Linked DNA regions of Sus scrofa: region 2 is linked to region 1. Evidence: chromatin contacts called from public HiChIP or PLAC-seq data. All regions are on one chromosome and are shown on one strand. The core of a region is the stretch at or near the end of the contact, and the rest is flanking DNA. Distances in the headings are between cores, read along the strand shown. Region 1 overlaps ACTN1 (actinin, alpha 1). Region 2 overlaps DCAF5 (DDB1- and CUL4-associated factor 5).

What was found. HiChIP or PLAC-seq counts read pairs in DNA pulled down with a chosen protein or histone mark.
Region 2: an H3K27ac HiChIP or PLAC-seq map of alveolar macrophages shows a contact between it and region 1. The contact joins two enhancer-like sites. A contact is called at or near these places in 2 of 2 datasets of contacts at active chromatin or transcription factors (alveolar macrophages and skeletal muscle).

What each region holds. Positions count from the first base shown.
Region 1 is chr7:92,588,349-92,593,399 of Sscrofa11.1, reverse strand. All of the region lies in intron 1 of ACTN1 (actinin, alpha 1), which reads left to right. Among named protein-coding and RNA genes, the nearest start is that of ACTN1, 54 kb to the left of the region's middle. Within about 2 kb of position 3,504, at least 22 of the 83 cell types and tissues checked have an H3K27ac peak or open chromatin away from gene starts, as enhancers often do. A contact at or near this core is called in alveolar macrophages, where this site is marked.
Region 2 is chr7:92,723,535-92,728,553 of Sscrofa11.1, reverse strand. All of the region lies in intron 8 of DCAF5 (DDB1- and CUL4-associated factor 5), which reads left to right. Among named protein-coding and RNA genes, the nearest start is that of ACTN1, 81 kb to the right of the region's middle. Within about 2 kb of position 3,618, at least 5 of the 83 cell types and tissues checked have an H3K27ac peak or open chromatin away from gene starts, as enhancers often do. A contact at or near this core is called in alveolar macrophages, where this site is marked.

The sequences.
Region 1 (5,051 bases), core at 2,255-4,754:
TAAGGGGGTGAAGCACGCAGAAGAGGGTCCAGCGCAGAGCAAGGGCTCAACAGCTGTTAGCTGCTGCTATTATTATTATTATTGTTATTATTATTATTATTATTAATGGCATATGTGTTTTGTTTCCTGTAGACTAGATGCTCAACCAGGGGTGATACTTAGTTGTCACAACTTGAGGTAGAGGATGTTACCTGCCTCTAGTGCGTAGGGTCTGCTGCAGACCCTATGGGATGCTGCAGAATATCCTGTGAGGCATAGGACAGGCTTCCACACTCTGAACAAAGAGGTAACCAACCCAAAAAACGGTCCTGAGGTTGAGAAACTGCTCAGACGTGGAAGTGTGTGACTCCTGGTCTAACTGAACTCTTCAAACGTCTCTAAACCAACTTTTGGAGGGCTGCCTTAGGCTCTCGGAGAATGAGCATTAAAAAGGACCTATTTAGCTCAGCCCCCAGGGGATGCTTGATTGAATCCTCTCCAGACACCCTCACCAAGCACAGGCCTTTGGCGGGTAACACTGTGCATCCAGCCTATGGTCCCTTCTTTATTATATTGAACCCTGCAGCTCCTGTGCTTCATCCTGATAATAGTAGCTCCCATTTATTGAGCCTTAGGGGTGGGTGATTGTGCTTAGGACTTGCCACGTGTCACTGTGTTGAGCCACACTGCCTTGGAGGCGTGTTCTATTATTATACCCATTTTACAGATATGGAGATTGAGGGTTGAAGTGAAGTCACGTGCCCAAGGTTACTCAGGGGCAGAAATGGGATTAGATCCAGGTCACTCTCGCTCTGGAGTCAGGTTCCACATCATTGCTTTTTGCCCAGGGCTGTACCCAGCACGTTTATTCACCAGTCCATGGGAGGGTCTTTCAGATATTGGGGACGATCCCTGAGTCCACACTTCTCTTCTCTTGTCGAAGAGCCCCAGGTACCAGAGTTCCCTCAAAGACATGTTTCTAATCTACTCACCATCTAGAATGATCTCCCACCTCTGGGCAGCTGCCTGCCTTCCCTGGGGCTCTGCTCTGCTCACCTCTCTCCCCCGCCCCTAGAAAGATGCCCATCCCGTGCCAGCTCTACTAATGGTCTATCAACTCAAGACTCTGTGCTCATGCTAACCAGAGTCACAAGATGTATCCTACCTGTCTGGCTTTTTTGAATCTTGGCTTTGGTTCTGCTGTTCCCTTCCAGCTCCACGCCTGCAAATGCACCTGAAATCCACATTATCCTGGAGGAGCCGAAAGTGTGTGGGACTGGGAGTCAGGAGGCCACGTTGTGAACATACCCTGCTGTGTGGCCTGGGAAAAGTCACTCACCCTCTCTGGTCCAAGTGTCCCCAGTTGTAAAGTGAGGGTTTGACTTGGATGATGCCAAGCATCTCTTCCAGCTTTTACGTTCTTGGATGAAATATGTTGCTCAGCATGAACTTGTAATAATTCTCTCTCATTATGTGGTAACTGTAATGACAGATAATTATGGAGCAGTGTTCCTGGCCTTCTTTTCAGTGTTTAAGTGAATCGTCTCATTGAATTCTGCACCAGCCTCATGCTGTTATTGCCCCATTTTATAGACAGGTGCCTTGAGGCAGAGCCATGTGAATCACTTGTCCAAGCACCACGTGGCTAGAAGCTGATGGGCCTGAGCTTTGCCTTGTCATCTTCAGAGTGATTGAATCCTTCCAATCACTTGGATTTTGCTCTGTGAAGTGACCCCGAGCAAGTCCTGTGACCTTCCTGTGCTCAGCTTCCCTCTTCCCACTATTCACGGTCAAGACTTGAATGCTGCTTGGTTTCAAAAGCTCAGCCCCTGACTCATGCTTATGGGGTAACCAGATCCCAGCTGGGCGGGATTGTTCAGACACCTCTCAGAATCTAAAATTTAGACAATAATGATGACGGTAGTGGCAACTTCTTGCATATTTAATATTTTGAACACATATTAGTATATTATTATTAAGAGCATAAAATAACACTACTGATATGTTAATATTATCTTTTTTCCTTTTTTTTTTGTTGTAAAATGCACTACACTTTTATTTAATCTTCATTGCAGTCCTGCCTGGTAGATGCAGTTGTCCCCATTTTACAGATGTGAAAACTGAGGCTCAGAGTCATATGCTAAGAGGCACTTGCCTTCTGAAGACATTTTAAAGGAAGTATAGGGACAGGATACTTGCTAAAGATGTAATGGAAAGCTCGGAGAGGATTCTGTGTGAGAGCAGGACTGTGAGACCCACAGAGAAGGCAGACAACGATGCTTCTCTCTCTCCATCAACTCCGTGGGTCTCAGTCCAGCTCAGGTGTCCTATACTCCCCCACCTCCTGATGGAGCCTGGCCAGCCCCAATGCAACCTTGAACCACAACTGCAGGATAGTTACGTCTTTGCCTCCTAAAATCCCCTTTATACCAGATGCAACGTGGGTCTGTGCTTTAAGGTCAAGTGGGAAATTGAGCAGGAGTCCAGGTTCTCTGCCAGCACTGCCCTCTCTGTCCAGGGCCCTTGAGGCTGTGGGGAGAGGGGCTGTGAGAAGGGACCCAGCCCTCACCGTAGCTCTGGGAGCACTTCCAGCATGGTACCCGGGCCCTTTCCTGAGACTCGTCTGCATCCCTGAGCTCAGAGTGAGTCCACTGAAGGCCCCTAAGCTCCTCCTGTCTCCTTACTCTGGCTGTGAGCCAGAGCAGGGACGCCGGAGCAGAGGAAGTCAGCTAGGGCAGGGCCTGATTGGGGGTGAGGCAGTAAAATGGCCCCCTGCCCACTATCTAGATGAGGCCAGACCATAACCCTATTGGCATAGCAGTGCCCACCCTTCTGGGGTGTCCGGGCTGGAGGCCCTTGGGGCCAGGCCCTCTAGCCATGGGCATCCCTTATGGCTGTTGGCTTTTCCTCCTGCTAAGGGGTGGGTGCTCCCTCTGTCATCCTGTGGGAGCTGGGGTGTCAAGGTCAGGGCCTCCCCGTGCTGGAGGAGGGGTGTGGCTGTGAGGAGGGGTGTGCGTGGAGGACCTCACCTCTGGGCCTGCTCTCCCCTCCTTGGCCCCATCAGCCTCCTCTGCTGGGGACCCACCAGGCCACCGTCAAAGTCACAGCCTCTCTCCCTGTAATGCATCAGCGCCTGGTCAAGGAGGGTCCTCAGACACAAGGTATCATCTTGGGGACCCAGTGCAGCACTTGTAGGGGTGGGAGGCAAGGAGGAGGTGCGGGTGGGAGCACAGAGGGCAGGGACCTCTGAGGCCCCTCCCCAGGCAGGTTCCAGGGCAGCTAATTTTTCTCCTCCCTCTTACCATTTATTGGGCACCTTCTAAGAGGCAGGTCCCCCTGAGACATTTTTTAGTTAATGCCCTTGACTTCTGTGAAGTGCTCCCACTCCGCTACTTTATTGCTGAGGGACCTGAGGTTTAGGCAGGTGAGTCTGTGGCTCACACGGTGGTACAGAGTGGATCTAAGCGCTGAACCGCATCTGGTTCCCCCCAAGTGCATGTACTTAATCACTGAGTTACCCCACCCTTTCCTCTATGGCCTGAGCTTCGAGCTGGGTGCTTCTTGCTGGGGGAAGCTTCCTGCGGGGGAGGTGCTGGAGGCCCCCTTCATGGCAGTTACCTGTGGGGGCCGGGCTGGGCGCTTGGGGATTTTAGCTAAGTGCAGCCTCAGAGACCCGGCTTTGTAGGGGGGGTGTGCAGCGGTGGGGGGGGGGTGCGCATGGGGGGCTGGAATCTGGGCAAACACAGGTGCTTTTCAGCCTCCGGGCCTTGGCGTCTCCAGGAAGTGGGGCTGGCTGCTTTCAACAGCACTTTTCCTCTTTGCAAAAGTGGTATCTTTTTTACACACACCCGGCCTCTTCCTCCTTCCTCTCCCCCCCCACCCCCAACGACTGGGTAGTAAACAGATTTCCCAGCTGGGGGTGCTGCCGATTCCCACCAGGCCCTGGGCCTTGTTGGACCTGAAACTATCCCTTTGAGCTGCTGGGGGGATCTACTTCCTTCCCTCCTGAGAAGACCCCAAGCAGGGGCTGGGTGAGGGCCCTGGAGGGAGAAGAGAGCAAAGGCTGTGGAAATAACTGACGGTGGTAAATGCCCCACCCTGCCCCGCCCTGCCGTGAACTTAGAGTGTGATGACACCTGGGCAGAAGCGCCTATGTGGACAGAGAGCAGCTGCGAGAGAATAAGGAACCACAAACTATATTTATTTTAAAGATTTTTGAAATCCTTTAATATTTTTTGCATCAAGACATGTACAGCAGGAGTTTCCCTTGTGGCGCAGCAGAAACGAATCCGACTTGGAACCATGAGGTGGCGGGTTTGATCCCTGGCCTCGCTCAGTGGGTTAAGGATCCATCGTGGTGGTGAGCTGTGGTGTAGGTCACAGACGTGGCTCCAGTCTGGCATTGCTGGGGCTGTGGTGTAGGCAGGCCAGTGGCTACAGCTCCGATTAGACCCCTAGCCTGGGAACCTCCAAATGCCGCAGGTGGGGCCGTAAAAGGCAAAAAAGGCAAAAAAAAAAAAAAAAAAAGTACAACCAAAGGAAAAGAAAAACTAAGTAGTCCCTCAGCCCCTGCTAGGTTTGCAATGCCAGCATCAGGGGATGGGGACCGCAGGAGATACTGAGTATTTCTTGCCCTGTTGCATCCCCTTTCCTCTGGGCTTCTACCTCCAGAGGGTCCCGAGAGGCGTGTTTGGCCCGTCACCCCTCTGCCCTGATGCCGTTCAGGTGCGGTTGGATCTCCCAGGACCCTCCCACTTTGCATGGGTTCTTTACTTTGCTCCTTCACCCCGTTGTCTCAATTTTATTTTCTTTTTTATGGCCGCACCTGCGGCTCCTGGGCCAGGGGTCGAATTGGAGCTATAGCTGCAGCCTGTGCCACAGCCATGACAATACCGGATCTGGATCTGGATTTGAGCCACATCTGTGATCTACACTTGCGACAATGCTGGATCCTTAATCCACTGAGCGAGGCCAGGGATCAAACCTGCATCCTCATGGAGACAGTGCTGGATTCTTAACCTGCTGAGCCACAATGGAAACTCCCATTTGTCTAATTTTTGCATCCACTAGAA
Region 2 (5,019 bases), core at 2,369-4,868, 140 kb before region 1:
TGAGAATTCGGGTTTTATCCCTGGCCTCACTCAGTGGGTTAAGGATCCGGCGTTGCCATGAGCTCTGCTGCAGGTGAAAGATACAGCTGGATCCTGTGTTGCTATGGCTGTGGTGTAGGCTGGCAGCTGCAGCTCTGATTCAACCCCTAGCCTGGGAACCTCCATGTGCTGTGGGTGCTGCCCTAAAAAGCAAAAAAAAAAAAAAAAAAAAAATTTTCTAGTCTTAGAAACTAGGCACTATCTGTATGTTGCTATGTTTCCAGTGGCCTTTGATCTGGAGAATGATGAGTTCTACTTTCCAAACCCCATCTGGAGGCTAAGAAACCACCATCCCTTAAGTTACTCAGTGTGTACTTTGCATTCATTGCTGTCCTCATATGGCACAGATATAGCTGACTGCCAGAACCATAGCTAACTTGTCTCAGGACCTCTCAAAAACTGCTGCATGTGGTTGAGATTGAGGCTGAATGCTTGCATCAATTGCATATTGACTGAATGAACTTAACCCTGCCAAGGAATATTTTTAGAGCTTGCGACTGAGAGACCCAGCCTGGCCTGTGTCCATAGATGTGTCCAAGGATGGCCCAGTGCTGATCACTCCCATTCCAGTCACCAGAAAGCCTTTTCCACATCTGAGAAAATGAGGGTTCGGAGCAAATGTTAAATTCCTGAGGACCCTGTGATAACTTGATTTTTAAGTAAGGCCAGATAGTCCATCCCCACCCCCACCCCTACCCCCGTGCTTCGTTGCCACCCCCAGCAAAAATTGAAAGTCTCGTTTTTTTCCCCCAAAGTGACATTGAAAACCTGAGGGAGTTTTCAGGGGAAAAGTAAAATTTTATTTTCAATGAATTGATACTTTTCCTTGTCTTTTGTTCTTTATATGTGTATGTATATATCCAGAGTTAAACCAGGTTGTATCTGAGGCAGAGGAGGCTATCAGACATGTCATGTCATGTTGGAGTGTGGGTCAATATTTGTATTTGTCCTCACTCCAATTTTCTTTGGGTTTTGTCGAGCATGGGGATCAGGGCTGACTTTCATGACTGCGCACACTTGTGTACCCACAGGGCAAGAACAGGACTTTTAGATCATTTTACTGACTTTTCTGCTTACAGATGATGGGGCTTAAATTATAAACTTACTGCCTGGGGTTAATTACACTGCTAATTTAGTGGTAAAGCCAAGATAGAGCCTGTTCTTTGTTCTTCCCAGCGTACTGCTGCACTTGCCACGCTAGTGCCTGATGCCCCTGATGCTGGATTCGATCATTTCAGTAGTCCTTTGCTTGGCCGGTCGTTGCCTTGGCCCTTCCCTTCTCCTTTATGTGGCGCTTGTGTTGGCACAGTAGCATATCTTCTCTGGGCCTGTCGACATCATCCTCTTTCTCAGAAAGCTCTGCTTGAGCACCTTCTTTAGAAGGGAGAGTCCTGCTTGGCTGTGCACTCTGGGATGCTCCTGTGCTCTCTCCCCAGTTACTGTTTAGTCTACTGGAGTCTGCACCTGGAAGGTCATAGGTTGGAAACTAGCCAGGTTCTCAGAGGAGAAGGAGAATGAAATATTCTCTCTGTGAGGTTATCCAGACTGAACTGTGGATTCCAGTGGGGTCTGAACCCTGCACCTCCAGGAGCCACATCCAGCCACATGAAGCCTTAGGTCGGTGCTATTAGTGCAGCTCTTTGAGTCTCTTCCGTCCGCCATGTGAGGATGCCAGCGATGTTTTTGATGTCTAGGAGCAGCTTATGATTTACCTGTGCCTGACAATTTGTGACTATTTTAATTAATGGCACTTTGTTGTTTCTGAGAGGATCAGTGGCTTAAAGAGTATTATGTTGTAGTCTACCACATTCTAGTCCAGCCTGCTTTTCTCTCTCCACTTTTCTCTCCACTGACTCCACCTTCTCCCTGACTTGTCCTTTCTGCCTGGAGGAGAAGAGTCTCTGTTGTTATCCTCAGCCTCTTCTTACCCATCACAGGTCTTCTATCCCCTTAAATGCCCACAGTTAGCAAAAAATGGGGTTCGCTTTATAGTTAAACATGAGAGAAGAAGGTGAAGCAAATGTTGGCATTTTCCCCTCAAAGATAAAGATTCGTTTATTAACCCTATATTTGTGATCTGTGCCTACTGTGTGCAATTTGTTCTAGGCCCTGTGAGGAACACAAAGAAAGGTAATGCAAGTCCCCATAGGAATTGATGACCCAGTAGGAGAGACAAGAAATAAAGGTAATAAAAAAATGCAGTAGGTGTACAAGAGATAGAAACACTGCTGTGTGAAGAGGAGAGATTCTTCCCCCCCCAGTCTGGGGTAATCTTGGCATAAAACTTGAACGAGATTTTGAAGGAAAAAGGCTATAAAAGAAGAGAGAGGCATAAGATAGGAAGACCATAGAGTTCCCATCATGGTTCAGTGGTAATGAACCCAACTAGTATCCATGAGGACGCAGGTTCGATCCCTGGCCTCATTCAGTGCATTAAGGATCCGGTGTTGCCATGAGCTGTAGGTTGCTGTGGCCCTAAAAAGCAAAAAAAAAGATAGGAACCATTGTAAGGTGAGAGAATGGATATTATTTCACTGAATCAGTAAATATTTGTTGATCACCTACTGTGTTCCAGGCATTGTGCTTTTGAGTAAATGATCAGAAGCAGCAGCCTTTGGACCTATTTAGAAAATGACCATGTATAGCCAAAATGAAGAGCATAAAGAGAGGGCTAAGAATAAGGCTGAGTGAGAAGGTAAGCCAGGTTAGAGAGTGTCTAGCACCCCTCAATAACAATGTAAGTCCCTTTTTGTGTGGGGTTTTTTCCTTGGTAGATGGGAAAATGTCTAAATTTAGTGTAATAGCACAGAGAGAGAAAAGGGCTTAGAGATGCAACATCAAGCGTGTCATGGTCACCTGTGTAGATCAGAACACTTGTTACTTAAATTGCTTTCCATTTCGATGATGTCTGAATAAGAATTGAACAGTGTCCTTTTCCTTAGAAGCCTTTTTTTTTTTGTTATTGTTGTTTTGTCTTTTTAGGGCTGCCCTGGCAGCATATGGAGGTTCCCAGGCTGGGGTCCAATCAGAGCTGTAGGTGCTGGCCTATGCCAGAGCCACAGCTCATGGCAATGCCAGATCCTTAACCCACTGAGCAAGGCCAGGGATGGAACCCACAACCTCGGATGCTAGTAGGGTTCGTGAACCACTGAGCCATGACGGGAACTCCTTTAGAAGCCTTTTGAGCTAATCTTTTCATTGGGCTTGGTGAGAAAGCTACTTATCCCTCCTCCTTTCCTCATGAACCTTGCCCCAAGAAGAGGATTATCTAGCCACATTTAACTTGCAACAGGAAGTTGTGTTTTCATTGCGTCACTTCTGAGTTGTTGGCTTTCAGTGTAAAAAAAAAAAAAAAATTAATTTACAGATGTTTGAAATTGATATTTTAAGAGTGAGAACTAACATCATCAGGATGGTCAGTGTCTCTGGTGTTCAAAATCTCTTTGAGAATGGATCTAAAACCTCCTGGCTGAGGTATTCAGTTGCCAAATGAAAAGGACAGCATCACATTTATTGGTGGTTTGGTATGAGTTTATCATTTCATCATTCTCGTTTCTGCAGACGAGAAAGGTTTCAAGGGTGAAGTCATTTGCCCAGGGCCATGTGGAGTGGTGGGGCTCGGGTTCCTACTGTTCTGCCTGCTCCCGCAGCTCTGTGCTCTGAGTCTCTTGAGGACTAAAGATTGGATGTCTGGCATTGGGGTTTTATTTAGCTCTGAATCTTAGGGTTGGATGAGACCCATCTAATTCACTGTTTAGATGAGGACGCCGAGCTTCACCCAGCGAACTAGAACTGTGTGGGAACCCACACTCAAGCCTCCTGCCTCTGGATCCAGCATTTTGTTCCATTACTCTAAGCTTCAGGAATGAGAGTCTACCTCAGCTTAATACATTCCAGAGCCCATATAAAAGCTGACTTTCCGTATTATGATTTTCATTCCTGAAGTGAAGATATAGGGGGCTGGGTATTAGATTAGAACCTATGCTTTTTGGATAGTTGGACCAGCATCTCACCATTAATATTTTGTAATTCTGTTGAATTCTGAGTTTCTGGGAAGTACATATAGATTTATCTTCATATTATACAATGTGGTTAGTGACATTTTACGTTTTTAGACTGAGGAAGTGAGAGATTTGACCCAGAATTTAGACTAAGACCTGAAAACATCCTAAGGGGCTTTGCCTTCTGAGCCCCTCATTTTTTTCCTAAGCCAACAAATGTTTAGAAATAAACAGAGACAAATGTTTGCAGAGATAGTCACTTATATGTTAAGCCTGTTGCTGAAGGTCAGGTCTAAATGTTTCCTGAACACTGAGTCTCACCAAGAATTTGAGAACCTCTTCAAACAAATCTTTTATTTTCTGCTACTTATTTTATGCTAACTGTATTCCAGTGTTTCTTACAAGTTGGTCCCCCTACTTTCTCACCCCTTGAGTGCTTATTAGAATGCAGAGCCCCGGTCCCTTCCTGAATCAGAATCTCTAAGGGTGATGCTCAGGAGTCAGCACTGTAATTACTCTTCAGGTAATTCACATGCACACCAAAGTTTGAGAACCACTGCCTTAAAACTCCCCTGGGTGAGGTTATGAAACTGGAGATGGGAGAACACCTGAGGAGTTGTGGGCAGGAAACAAAGTTAAAAGACTGAATTTGAGTTGGGAATTGGTAAAGAGAGGTAGCCTAGGTTTCTCCAAGCCCTCTTGAACTGGGGATCCTCCAAAGAGAGACTCCCAGGGGATCCAAGTAAGATCTAGAGAGAGCAGGCCTCAGGAAAGTGCTCAGAAGAAGGCTAACTTGGGAGTTCTCTGGTGGCCTAGCAGTTAAGGATTTAGTATTGTCACTTCTGTGGGTCGGGTTTGTTTTTTTTTTTTTTTTTTTTTTTTTTTTTTTTTTTTGCTATTTCTTGGGCCGCTCCCACAGCATGTGGAGGTTCCCAGGCTAGGGGTCCAGTGGGAGCTGTAGCCACTGGCCTACGCCAGA